2 separate regions of the Capra hircus genome follow, and region 2 is linked to region 1. A link is a contact called in public Hi-C data. All regions are on one chromosome and are shown on one strand. Each heading gives the region's core, a stretch centred on a gene start, on an enhancer-like site or on the middle of the called end of the contact. The rest is flanking DNA. Distances are from core to core; before and after follow the strand shown. Region 1 holds the start of ANKRD2 (ankyrin repeat domain-containing protein 2). Region 2 overlaps ZDHHC16 (probable palmitoyltransferase ZDHHC16).

What was found. A called contact is a pair of places that touch in the nucleus more often than the background predicts.
Region 2: a Hi-C map of blood shows a contact between it and region 1, with 2.1 times the contacts expected there. The contact joins the enhancer-like site here to the promoter of ANKRD2 in region 1. A contact is called at or near these places in 3 of 5 Hi-C or Micro-C datasets (blood and liver).

The regions. Positions count from the first base shown.
Region 1 is chr26:32,853,887-32,860,887 of ARS1.2, forward strand. ANKRD2 (ankyrin repeat domain-containing protein 2) reads right to left here and starts at 3,706. Exons shown (of 10, transcript XM_005698297.3): 1 at 3,525-3,706; 2 at 3,418-3,523. The coding sequence starts at 3,577. UBTD1 (ubiquitin domain-containing protein 1) reads right to left here. Exons shown (of 3, transcript XM_018041303.1): 3 at 5,303-6,389. The coding sequence ends at 6,004.
Region 2 is chr26:32,940,961-32,947,652 of ARS1.2, forward strand. It overlaps ZDHHC16 (probable palmitoyltransferase ZDHHC16), which reads right to left. Exons shown (of 10, transcript XM_005698290.3): 6 at 6,637-6,692; 7 at 5,532-5,617; 8 at 4,742-4,865; 9 at 4,484-4,554; 10 at 3,182-3,770. The coding sequence ends at 3,656. It overlaps MMS19 (MMS19 nucleotide excision repair protein homolog), which reads left to right. Exons shown (of 31, transcript XM_018041300.1): 23 at 53-179; 24 at 657-757; 25 at 878-934; 26 at 1,081-1,267; 27 at 1,583-1,665; 28 at 1,795-1,959; 29 at 2,042-2,101; 30 at 2,404-2,504; 31 at 2,585-2,977. The coding sequence ends at 2,612. Among named protein-coding and RNA genes, the nearest start is that of ZDHHC16, 9.3 kb to the right of the region's middle. Within about 2 kb of position 4,766, at least 1 of the 5 cell types and tissues checked has an H3K27ac peak or open chromatin away from gene starts, as enhancers often do.

The sequences.
Region 1 (7,001 bases), core at 2,456-4,955:
GAGGCCCAGGTCAGAGCTGCGCTCCCCACCTCAGAGCTGGGCTCCCCAACTCAGCCTCAACCCCAACTCCAGTTCACACACCTGCCTATTGACAGCCCTGGGTCTCCAGCAAAATAGGATTAAGGGCTAGCAGAATGCGTTTTCATGAAATTAAATATATTCAATATTATTATAATATTTATTTGGGGGGTTAGGTTTAGGGACATTTAAAGCTCACTTTGATAAAATAATTGTGATAAATGATGAGTATTTTTTAATGGGCTTATTTGACAATGTAAAACTTTGGGAACTCTGTCAGCTACCCACTTCTTGCCCTCAGGTTTTACTGATCTGTGAAATCCTAGGGCATGGAAACTGTTGCTCTCAGGATATCTGAGGGGTAGGACCTGCAGCTCTCCAGCTCTCAGCTTGAAGTGAACTCTAAGTATTAACCTTGGGTGTGTGTTAGCTGCTCAGTCATGTCTGACTCTTTGTGACCTTGTGGACTGTAGCCTGCCAGGCTCCTCTGTCCGTGGGATTCTCCAGGCAAGAATACTGATTCCCTTCTCCAGGGAATCTTCCTGACCCAGGGATCGAACCCGAGTCTCCTGCATAGCAGGTGGATTCTTTACCATCTGAGCCACCAGGGAAGCCCCCAAGTATTAACCTTCTCATTGTAATAATACAGGGTGGAAACTCTGTCAAGGTCTCCTCCCCATTTGTAGCTCCTACTTGCCTGGGCTACTTCCTTATCACCTCCTCCTCTGTTCTAAAGGAAAACACTCTTTATGAAGTGTGGGCCCCCTATCTCTGAAGTCCCCACCTTGCCAGGATATTCACTCAGGCTGGAGGGTGCTGAGTCCAGGTGTCAGCTGGGGAGGAATGACTCCCTCTTCCAGAGTTCTCAGCTGCCTTTTGCACTCCAAGGGTTATACTCTTCAAGGGTTATTTGAGGGCTGATTTTCCAGGGCTTTTTTTCCAGATGTTCTGTAGTCCACTTGCGCCTCCCTTCCATATGAAGTATACATGGTTTGAGGTCGCCCCAGGACTGGCCTCGCTTGAAACACTGTTACCAGGGGACGAGGGATTGCCTAGAGCTTCAGCTACTACTGCATGTGGGATCTTGGCCAGCCCCTGAAGCATCTAGAGGATGGGTTGGTCTTAATCATCTTGGCAACCCTAGCACCTGTGACAGAGGCTAGCACATAGTAGGTGCTCAGCAAGTTTTTGGAGAGTAAATGAATGAATGAGTTCATGGATGATGGCAGGCAGGCTCATCAGCTCTGCACACTCCAAGTCTTCAGTGATGACCTAGCCCAGTAAAGCCCCCATCGAAGAGCCCCAGTCCTTGGGCTAGTATCCGAGGTCCTCCTTCCCCACCCACCCCAAGAAAGGGGTGCAGGCTGGACATGAAGCTCTCCTCTAAGAATGCTGCTGGGCTGGGGCCTGGTGGGAACAACTGGGTCTCTACTGCTCACCCATGCCTTACTCAGACTGCAGAGCCCCTCGCTTCATATTTGCTTCTCTGGACTGGCATGTAGCAGGTGCTCAAGAAATGTTTCCTGAATTGGGTGTTCGTCGATGAAACACAACACTACAAAACTCCTGCCTTACTTCATAGGTGGTCGCATAGATGAAATGAGAGCATGCCTGCCCACCTGTATCACAGTGGCTGGCACGGAGGAGGCACTGGTGGCAAGGCTGGCTCTGTGGGCACGCATGGTCCTGACAGCCTTGCCGCTATATTTATTGGATGAATGAATGGATGAGGACTGCTCCCTGTCCTCTTGCTGAAGATCTCTGTGTCCAGTGGCAGCATTCCAGAAATGGTCCAGAAGCATGACTCACCTGCCTGGCCCTGGTGCTCATGCCCTTGGGGGAGTGAGAAATGGCATTCCTGGAGATCCAGGGATGCCCCGACTGGGACTCGGTGGGCTCAGTCCAAGCTCTTCTGAGACAAACCTGCCCTTCCTTCCCTAGGCCTCGTGTCTTCTTCCACCGGAGTCCTGACCCTCCCCTCTTCCTCACTCCCATTCACTTTTCCTTTTATGAATGAGGTCTATAGGAGATGCTGGAGACCCAGGCTCAATTCCTGGCTTGGGAAGATCCCCTGGAGGAGGAAATGGCAACCCACTCCAGTATTCCTCCCTGGGAAATTCCATGGACAGAGGAGCCTGGCGGGCAACAGTCCATGGGGTCTCAAAGAAACAGACATGACTGAGCGGCTGAGTGCACACACACACACACACACACACACACACACAACCTCTAAACGAATTTATCTCCTCCCTCCCATTCCTGGTAGGGCTAGTCTCTCCCCCTCCAAGTTTTTCTCAGGGCTGTCAGAGATGCCTTCCTAAAACAGGTCAGATGGCACCATTGTGCCTCACTCAACAACATGCAGTGGCTTCCCACTGCCATGGAGGATCTTTCATGTGGCCCTTGCCTGCTGGTTTGTGCCCTGCCTGCCTTCCCAGCCTCAGCCCCTACTGCCAGACTCCCTCCTGACGTCACATTTCCACACCTGGAAATTAGCACCTGCCGTTTCCTTAGCTTGGAATGCCCTCCCCATCCTGATCACCACTCGCCATCCCTGAAGGCCTGACTCAGTGCCCTCCTGTCCGCAGAGAAGTCCTCAAGAGGGTCCGTGGTCAACGTGATCACCCACGTTCTGTGCTCCTTCATTCTGAGTTACACCTCTATTTCACCCTGTCTCCACTCTGCCAACAATTTCTGAGTTGACTGTGAGCCTGACAAATGTCAGCTAAAATAAACACAGGGTTGGTAAGGGAGAGGCAGGGGCTGACCTTACTGAGCCCCTCATTCCTCCCAGCATCAGGCACTTGGCAGAGAAACCCCAGGTCAAGTATTCGTTTCCATCAAATGAACAGTGGGACCAGCCCACACTTTCCTCCCTTGCTTCCTTATTCCACAGAAAATGCAACTGTCCAGAGCCTCTGTGCTCAGAGGCCTCCCCTGGTGTGGCTGATGGTCCTAGAAAACCCAGGTTTCCTTTGCCAGCATCCCTTCCTCACTCTGCTCCCAGTCTTTATCCTTCTTCAGGGACCAAACACTGGAGTTTCTTTTGTCCCAGCCTCCCACCCAGCAGCTGGGGGATCTCGGGGCCCCGCACTCCCAGGCCGCATCCTGGCTGTCCTGCTCTGTGTAGCTTAGCCCGTCTTCTCAAGGCCCAAGTGAGCAGACAGGGTCTCGTGGAACCCAGCTTGGCTCGCCACTTGTCTCTCAAGATCTGGGGGCTAAAGCCTTCATTTCCCACTACCAACAACGCCCTCTCAGGAGCACCCTGGAATAGCACCAACTGGGCCCTTGAGGACACCTGTCATCCTTCCTGCCAGGTATGGCAGCCAGGTTCTGCCTTCCCTTCACAGCAGAGTTGGGTGTCCCCAGAACCCCCTTGGCCCCCCACCCCAGCCCTACCTCATTCTCCTCCTCCTGTGCCAGCCGCTCCTCAATAAGCGCCGTGGCCCGCTGCACCTCCTCAGAGTCTGCCATGGTGCCGTCGCAAGCCGCCTCGGCAGGCCCCAGGGGCTTTATATGCCAGGGCCACCACCCCCGCCCTGCTAGGCGCTTTTGTCATGAGCTCACTGGCCCAATTCTCCACCTGCCTCCCCCACCTGTCACCTTCACCCCAGGCAGCCCCAGGGTGCAGGGGGAAGGATGGGACAGTTGCAACCCCGAGCCCCTGGCCTATTAGAGTCGGAAGGCCCAGTGCCTTGAGAGCAGGGATTGCAGGAAGGAGCCTGCCTGGCGCCTGTCCTGAGTGCTCGGGCCCAGCTGGGCCTCAGCCAGGGTAGCCAGGCTGCTCCAAGGACCCCTGGCTGCTCTTAGCTCTGATGGCAGTGCCACCTGCTGGATGCCTAGAAATCCTGCCCAGCCAGTCCCAGTGTGGGGACCCAAATGTGGAAACCCAAGATAGGCCTACATTCCCAGGCTGTCTGAGAACAGGCTCGCTGGCTCTGGGGAGGCGCAGACACCGTCTCCTCTGGGCTGCAGTGCTGGATGGGGTGTGGGGAGACGGGGAGTTGCCTCCCTCTGCCTGTAGCTCTCGCAGATCTTTGCGTCTCTGGCGTCCCAGAGCGCCCCCTAGTGAAGCATCGCTGCATTTGGCTGCAAGTCCATGCTATGCTTGGGTGCTCAGTTGCGTTCAACTCTTTCCGACCCCACGGACTGTAGCCCGCCAGGTTCCTTAGTCCATGAAATTTTCGCAGCAAGAATACTGCAGAGGGTTGCCGTATCCTTCTCAAGGGATCTTCCTGACACAGGGATCGAACCCTCAACTTTCGTGTCTCCTGCATTGGTAGGCGGATTCTTCGCCACTGCGCCGCCTGGGAAACCCGTGAGTCCCTGAGAAACCTCACCTGTCTGTCTCAGGGGACCTCTGGGGGACTTACAGAATCTTGCTTCAAAAGAAGCCACCAAAAGGGCCAGAATGCAGGGCTAAGCCCTGCTGACAAGGACTCCAGCTCCAGCTGATCATCCTTCCCTCCCTGGTTTCCCTGTCAGGCTGCCCTGACTGGTGGTTATGCTCACTGAGAAAGAAAACTACTCCCAACTGGAGAAAGGCAGACCTGCTTCGCTGAGTTCCACACCTGGATCTGTGGGAGCAAGCCCTGGGTCACCACAACCCAGGTTTAACCTACCAGTGAACCAAAGATGCCACAGCCCCGTGCTTCCGCGACACTCACGTGGCTTGCCCTAAGCCAAACAGCCTTATCTAAGATGCCCCTCTCTGCTTACCTGCACGCTCTCCCTTAAGGAAGCACAAGACCCAGCTCCTTCTGCCCTCTGCTTCTCTTGGTGGCAAGCCAACACAGGCTCATCATCGGAATGTTGTCAGAGATTTCACTGTCATGTCACTGAGGGTACTCTCTCCAGGACACTGCACATCGCCCAGTCCCAAGGGCCTGGCTCAGGGACTGGAGAGGGAAGCCAGCACTTGAGCTGCAGGAGCAGAGCAGCAGGTTAACTAATGCTGCCTGAGGTGCCACCTTGGCTTTCAAAGTGAGTTCACGTCCGTTATCCCATTGAATCCTGCCAGCAACGGAGGGAGGGGGCAGGGCAGGTGGCACCACCTCCACTTGAAAGATAATCAAAGCGGGCTCGGAGGTTACGTGGGTTTCCCTGAGGACCCACGGGAACGCAGGCCTGAACACCAGCAGTTCGCGGCTTGCTTCACCATACTCTCTGTGGTGCCCAGAGCTGCTGGGCAGGCTGCACATCCACCTGCTCCACCCCCCTGAACTGGCTCCAGGCTCCACAGAGCTGCACTAGAACCTAGAGTCAACGCCAGGCAAGCAAGAAGGAAGGAGCAAAAGGCTTTATTGATAAATATGCAGATATGTCTATACACAGGGACCTGCCGTGGGGCCATGACCAGGCTGCAGACCCCCCACCGCCAGGGTCACAGCCAGGAGATGGCCCTGTGCAGACCCCGGCCACCACTGCCCAGCCACTGCCTCCTCTCTGCCAATTGTGCCAGGGGCTGGGAGAGGCAGAGGCCAGCCTCAGGCTCCTGACCCCTGGGGCTCAAGCATGGTCTCCTCCCCTCCAGGGCACTGGCCCTGTGCCCAGGGCGGAGTCAGGGGAGGGAGACAGCAGCTGCTTCAGACCCTGAGCAGAAAACCGGAGTGAGCACAGCCATCAGCACCAGAGGACAGATCTGGGCTCCAGGGGCCTCCGGGTTGGCCCTCGTTGGCTCGAACCTGCCTCAGGAGACAGAGACCGAGTGGAGGGCCCTGGTTGCTTTTTCTCTGACCAAGTTGGCAAGGCTGGTGTGTGGCAGCACACTGGTTCCTGGGTGCTGTGCACTGGTGGCCCGTGGTGTCCCCGGGAAGCAGGGTCCTCTCAGGGCTTGCCCAGCAGCCGTACACAAGAGGTGCCCCTGAAGAACAGGACAGCTCTCAAAGGCAGCGGCAGGGTGGGGGGGCCTAGGGCTCCAGGCGGGAGGCCTCTCGGCCCTGCAGAGAGCTCCCTGGCCTCTCTGCCCAGGGGTCCATGGGCTCCTCAGTCCTGGGGCGGCGGGGGCTGGTTGATGATGACCTGGATGACAAAATCTTTCTGGATCTTGGTTTCCTGGAGCCGCGTGCGGTCTGTGAGCAGCTTTCCGGAGAAGAACCATCGCTGCCAGGATGGCTCGATGCCCTCCTGGGTGTGCAGCTGCCTCTTGAGCTGCCCCACCGTGTCGGGCAGGCTGGCACTGAGCCTCACGTCCTTGCCCGTGGAGAGGCGCACCTTCAGCGGGAACTCTCGGCGCACGCTGGGGGTGGGCTCAGGGGGCTCCAGGCTCTCCTCTTCGGTGTGCTCCAGAAGCAGGTTCACGGGTGGCGACAGGCAGTAGATGGGGAGTTGATAGCGATTGCCCAGCTCATCGTAGCATTCACAGAGGGTGCCTGTGGGAAAGGCAGGGCGGTCAGAGTTGGCTTGGGGACCCAGATATGGATTAACTTGCGTCCCCTCCATCATAGTCATACACTGAAGCCCTAACCCTCAGCACCACTGTATTTGGAGGTAGGAGCCTATATGGGAGCAATTATGGTTAAGTGAGGTCATTTAGGTGGAGCCTTGATCCAGGGGATTAGTGCCCTTATAAGAAGAGTTACCAGAAAGCTCTCTCTCTCTCCTCCCACGATGAGGACTTAGTGAGCAGGTGGCATTTACAAGCCAGGAAGACACTTCTCACCAAAACCCAAATCAGCTGCTACTTTGATCTTGGGCTTCTCAGACTAAATTTCCGTTGTTTCGTGAGCCGCTCAGTCTGCAGTATTTTGCTATAGCAGACTGAGCGGCAAATATACCTGTCATGGTCCCCCCCCCAGTCCTCAAACCCACCCCACAGTCAGGCCTTCCTTATACAGATGGTGGGGGCCTGAGGTGGAGTCAGCAAGACCTGGGCTGGCATTCTGGCTCCACCAGGTTCTGGCTCATTCAACCCTAGCAAATTACTCTTCATTTGTTCACTCAACAACCCCTTCCTGAGCATATGTGCTACGTGCCGGCATTAT
Region 2 (6,692 bases), core at 3,516-6,015, 88 kb after region 1:
GCTCGGAGTTCAAGTGTTCTCTGGGTCCATGACACGACCAGGTTTTCCACAGGTGGAAATCCCACAGCTGAACCGACTCATGCGGGAGCTTTTAGAGCTGAGCTGCTGCCAAAGCTGCCCCTTCTCCTCTACTGCAGCCGCCAAGTGCTTCGCAGGACTCCTAAACAAGCACCCTGCAGGTACTGGAGGGAGAATCAACTTCTGATGCAGTCTTGAAGTTTAGTAGTCACTCATTCTCTTTTTAAAAGGAGTTTGCTAATATAATCAGGCTTTCCATGGGACAGCCCTTGGGACAGGAGTCAAGACCAGAGCTGGGCAAAGCTTTATAGAATGGAAGATGATGAGGGTTTCAACCAGAGTGCTCTGTCTGGTTCCGTCCCTCCTGTTCCCTGCAGGGGGCTATCAGGGCTAATTCTTTATTAGAAGTGGACAGCTCTTTTCGAAAAAAAGACTTTTTATTAGAAGTAGACTTTTCTATGCCAGCACCCCAACATTATGAGAATCCCAGGCTCATGATGGTGTCCTAGAGCTAAGTGGGCCAAGTCCACAGCTAAAATGACATGGTTCTTTTCTAATGGCTTCTGCATTTAAAGGATTTACAGCCTTTGTTGTCAAAACAGACACACGTGCGTCAGCATTTCCTACCTCCTTTTTAGGGCAAGAGCTGGATGAATTTCTGCAGCTGGCTGTGGACAAAGTGGAAGCTGGGCTGAGCTCTGGGCCCTGTCGTAGTCAGGCCTTCACACTGCTTCTCTGGGTAAGGAGTCGGAATGCAGTTTGTTAGAGCAGTTAATCTGGTTAAATCTCTCCATTGAACCCTGCATGCTTCTCAGGGTTTGGGCATCTTGCCCTGACTTTTCTTTCTCTCTGGTGACAGGTCACAAAGGCCTTAGTGCTTAGATACCATCCTCTCAGTTCCTGCCTTACAGAGCAGGTAAGTCTTTGCTGAACAAGCAGAACCTAGAATCTAAACAGCAACTTCGCTCTTGATCCCCTTCCTCCCCAAAATGACTGCTGTCCTCTTCATAGTATTTAAGATCCTTCCCCACTGATGTACCTCAAAAGCTCTCTTTCCTCCAGCTCATGGGCCTCCTGAGTGATCCAGAACTAGGCCCGGCAGCAGCTGATGGCTTCTCTCTGCTCATGTCCGACTGCACTGACGTGCTAACTCGTGCTGGCCATGCTGAAGTGCGGATCATGTTCCGCCAGCGGTTCTTCACGGATAACGTGCCCGCTTTGGTCCGGGGCTTCCATGCTGCCCCGCAAGGTGAGGAGAGGTTAGAGGAAGGCCCTCAAATATATAGACCTCTCCTTTGTTCAGGCCACAGTCAGAATTTAGGACCTGAGTGCTTCTTTAGAGCATAGTAGGCCTCTGTCGGAGGGCAGAACATCTAGATTCTTGACCCACTCTTTTCCTTTGATGGGTATACCTTGCCTATTCTGAGCCTGAGGGGCTTTTTTTTTTTTTAAATAAAAATAAAAATCTCTGTAGGCTGATGTCCCAGCTTCACCATAGATTGGAATTGAAATCCCAAGCTCTCTCTGAGCCCAGTTTTCCCCTAAGCTTTTCCATTTTTTGCAGATGTGAAGCCAAACTACCTGAAGGGTCTGTCTCATGTACTTAACAGGCTACCAAAGCCTGTGCTCTTGCCAGAGCTGCCCACGGTAAGCCTTGCCGTCACAGCCTCTAAACAGGGACAAAGCCATTGTCCTCCCCATGCTGGGTCTGGAAAGGGGAGGAGAAGCAGGCTTATCAAAGATGTGGTCACTCCACCCTTTCCTGTGACCCCTTAGCTGCTCTCCCTGCTGCTGGAGGCCCTGTCCTGCCCTGACTCTGTGGTGCAGCTCTCAACCCTCAGCTGCCTTCAGCCTCTTCTACTGGAAGCGCCCCAGGTCATGAGTCTCCACGTCGACACCCTCGTCACCAAGTTCCTGACCCTCAGTGCCAGCCCTTCCATGGTGCGTTGAGCCCTGACGACTCTTCGGCCTGTACGTCTCCCCTTCGTGGGCTTCCCCTCACCTCCTTATGGTTGTGTTCCAGGCAGTCCGGATCGCTGCACTGCAGTGCATGCACGCTCTCACTCGCCTGCCCACCCCCGTGGTGAGTACCACAGGTGTCCCTCTCTGGCCCGGAAACTTCCTAGAAGAGCCAAGGGCACCTTTCTGCCTTAAGCAGGCAGGACTGGCCACCTGGCTGTGCTACTGAGATATGCACTATATAGTACAGATAGGCAAGGATTTCCTGAGTCCCTGAAAATAGAATGGCCAGCCCGCCACACAGGAGGCTGTACTGACTGTCTGGAGTCAGTACAAGAATAGGAAGACTATTAGATGTAGAGTCAGAGCAACTTTTTTGGTTACCTTGGTTGAACAAGGCTAAGATGAAGTCCTCTAACTCCACAGCTGCTACCATACAAACCACAGGTGATCCGGGCCTTAGCCAAACCCCTGGATGACAAGAAGAGGCTGGTGCGCAAGGAAGCAGTGTCAGCCAGGGGAGAATGGTGAGTTTCTAGGTCACGGGGAGAGACAGGACTGAAGTGAGCCTCACCGCCAGTGCTGTCAACATTCTTTTTGCCTCCAGGTTTCTGCTGGGGAGCCCTGGCAGCTGAGCCCCCATCCCTGGCCTACACTGGCTGACGGCCTAACCTGAAGTTACTAACCATCGAGCCGCCTTGCCCAGGCAGGGAGACCGCTGGCCCGTGACTGCCTTTCCCACAGACACAACACAAATGCCAGGCCTCTGCCGCATGGCTATACAAGAAATACAGGAATCCTGATTTCTAATGGATTTGGGAAGTAACTGCGTGTGAGACTACTTGTGTTTGAAGAATGATCCTTGGTCTTGAGGCTCTTCCATTTATATGTCAGAAAAAAGGAGCTATGCTGCTGAGGGTGAATGCAGATGTGTGTGGCCCTGAGGACCAGGGAGGGTGGTGTGTGTGTACCTGCTGGAGAATAAAGATTTTTTTGGTAACGGGGCTGTCAGTTATTTCCCTCTTCCACTTATGCCTCAGAAGCATCACTGCTTGACCTAGAAGAGAAACGATAGGAATTGTTGAGGACATCCAACCCCTCCAAGTGAGGCACGGGTGGCAGGACCAGAACATCTGCTCACTAGGCCCTGACCCCAATTTCCCTTTCCCCATCCCACAGGAAAGGCAAAGAGTGAAAAGCTACAGTCCTTACAAAATCAAATACCTTTATTTTTGCTCCCTTCAGCAGCACATGAGAAGTGGCAGTGACCTCAGCAGCAGGCCTGGTATCTTTGCCCTGTTGAGAAGCCAGAATCTCATCTCTACCATTCAGCTGTTGACGGCAAGTGGAAGAGGTGGTGGCCAACCCCAGTGCTGTAACCTGGAGGAGGTCGGGGTCAACCTGGCAAGGTTGCTAGCTGCCTGATCTCCAGTCTGGGGCTGGAACTTCTGTTTGCCTGAGTAAAGGGACATCAGTCCTAGGATTTCTCCACATCGTGCCTTGCTTCTGCAGCAGCCAGGAGATCAGTCCTTGAGTTGTCCCTGCATGGTACCTTGGGGGCAGGCCCACTGGCTCTTTTGGCTCAAGGATCCCAAGAAGCTATCCTTGGAGGCCCTTGAGGCAACGCAGGAAGCAGGGTGGTACTCAAGTTGTGGCTGACACACTCCAGCTTACACGCTCACACTGCCATCACAGAGGCTGAGTGAGCAGTCACCCAGGGCGGGGGATCCCAGCTTATTCCGTTCCCGTGGGGCAAGTGACTGGAAGGTAACAACACCCGAGTAAGCCAGTGCCTGTAAGAGAAGACAAATACTCCTGAGACCCAAGCGTTCCCAGTCTTCCTCCCTGATCCTCATGCCACAGCAAAGATAGCTCAAGGCAGTCTGAAGCTACCTTGGCATTCATCACAAAAGTAACATAAGTTCCAATTTAGTCCAAGAAATACACCCTCTCGTGCCTTGAAGGCCTTTAGAGGTTTTGAGCTATAATGGGCACTGCGAGCATAGTGACAGGCAGCAATGATAAGGATAGAAAAGGGAAGAGGGCAGGCACTTAATGGTCACCTACTTATTACTGCCTCAGCAGTTGCAATCTAGAAAATGATTTATCTGTCGCTTGGGCTGAGGGAGCTAGCTTCATTTATTGTCTTAGGACCTCTGTCACAACTTCACTCCCACAAGTCGTCTGCTTGAAATCCAACACTGCCATACAAATGGGAGGTCACCAGTGGCCAACAGACCCTAGCTAGAGGTCCCTTCCTGAGAACAGCTTTCAGGATTCTACTGTAGTCATCTGCTGCTGTACCAGTATAGTAGCCATTAGCCACATGTGCCTAATGAAATTGGTGAAAATGAAATTAAAATTCAATCCACTAATACATGAGCCACGTTTCGAGCACTCAGAAGCCATATGTGACTAGTGGCTCATGTCTTAGGCAACACAGGTGTAGTATGTTGTTCCCAACACAGAAAGTGCAACGGACAGCGCTGAGCTACATTTACTTTACCTTCCTGTGTCCACACCCAGGAATACCTTCCAGTTGTCCAAGCAGCCATAGTTGTAATGATTCCTAAAAACCTAGAGCAAAGAAAAACGTTTCTAGGAACCCTTTTCTTTACACCAATTTTGAGCCTAAATTGGCTAGGCAAGTTCTGGGCTTCAGGCCTGCCCTAGTTGGCCCTGACCATGGGGGAAAAACCAGCTCGTCACAGCAGCAGGTTTGGTTTTCCTACGCGCCCAGCACCCCAGCCCCAGCCCTACTCACTCTGCCCTTGGCCTGCAGCCGCTGACGCTCCTTCCTGTTGATGTGCCTTTCGATGCTCGTCTCACCTCGACTGATGAGCACGGCGTGCCATGCAGTCAGGGCACCCAGGGCCAGTGCCACAGAACTGAGAAGAGAAGGGCAAAGATTGGGGGGCAGCACGGAGAGGGTTAGAGGCCATGAGTAGGTCTGAAATTGCACTGAGCAACAGTGACTGGTGAGGGACTTCTGCCTTCTCTCCCAGCTGAGGGGTCCTAAATGAACTTTTACTTCACTGCATCTACTGATAAAAACAGCATCCATGAAAAAGCATCTATATGGGCCAAGAATAAATCATGAGGCAAGAAGAATGGGGAAGTAAGTCTATTACTAATGAAAATGTTATATATTTCCTAAAATACCCATGCTTGGGAGACAAGAAAGGGGAGTAAGCACCAAGGATCAAAGTAAAATGGCACATCAGATTCCAGCTCTACCGTGTCTACTTGCGTATCATGGAACAGATCACCTCACCCCCTCACATCTGCAATTTTCCTCCTCTACAAAATGCATCTGCTCTTATAAGGAGGAGTTGAACTTCCCTTGGCACATACCAAACCCTCAGTGCCAAGTCCTTTGTGTTCCCTCCCCCAGAATGCTGGGGAAAATTAAGCTCTACTCTTGGCCAACCTAAGTGAGACTAAGAACAGCAACAGTTCATACAGGGAGGGGTTCCTGCCTGTGTGGGCTCTGTAAAAGGCTTTCTGAAGCTGCCCCTCCCCGCTTAACCTGTCAAAAATGAGAGTTAAGATACCTGCACAGGAACCAGAGGTAGACAAGACTCTTATGAGTCACTCTTTCTCGGAAGGAGAAGGTGGGTGGTGGGGTCTGATGGTAAGTCTAGAAAAAGAAAACAGCACAGTCTGGCTCATTGACTCTGCTGGTCTCCACCAGAACCCAGCACCTGCAGGCAGGGAAGTGATCCAGGCCCAGGGGGAGAAGAGAGGGGGTTAAGCCACAGAGGAGTCAGGGCAGCAGCCAGATGGGTGGACCAAGCCGGTGGCATCGTCGTGTGGACATACACTGGGCAGAGCGGGTCTGGACAGGATGGTAAAGCACAGGAGGGACCAACCCTGGGCCTTTAGCTGTGACAACACAAACGGGGCTCCAGGGGAAGCCACTCCACTTCCCAGTTGGAACTGTGTGGCTGTAATCCCCTAGAGGGGACCAGATCACACCCAGAATAGAACGGAGGGAGAGAACAGGGAGCCCCACTAGGGACCAAAACGGCAGCAGAGGCACAAGCTCAAGCCAACAGTCTGCTCAGAGCAAGGAGTCCTAAAAGGCCCGGGGATCCTGATGCAGATGCAGACAGACCAGGAGCAAAGGATTGCCAGACTGGCCCGGCCCGGCCTCTGTCCCCTGGAACCCCATCACACAGACTGACATGGACTCCTCACTGCTCAGGCCATCACCAAGGCAGAGCACTTGCTCAGCCCAAAGAAGATGAAATGGGATAGAGAGCCAAAAACTCACATACCAGGGACTCCCAGCTGGTCCCCAGGCCACTTGGCCTACTTGTGGCAGGCAGCCCCCAGAACACCCCTGATCCAGTCTCGACTGGCCTCAGCCCAGTCTCTACAACTCGACTAACAGGTGGGCCCCAGTTGCCTCAGCAACTCTATACCCCTGGCCTGAGCAGGAGGAGGCAGTGGGGTGGGGAGAGCCCACCTGGTTGGCAACCGCCTGTAGTTTGTTCTTGTCGAGCTGTTTCATTTTCTAAGGGGATGGAAAACAGTGCTGGTTACACTCTCAAGCCTCTAGGAGAGGGGGGGTGCTACCAGCCCCTTCTTAGGGACAAATTCCACACCCCGGAGTGCTCTCTACTGAGCTGCCCTTTTTCCTAACTATGGGCTCACCTCGATGGCAGCATAAGCCTCCCGGAAAAGGTCCCAGCTTCCGTAGCTGCAGTAGA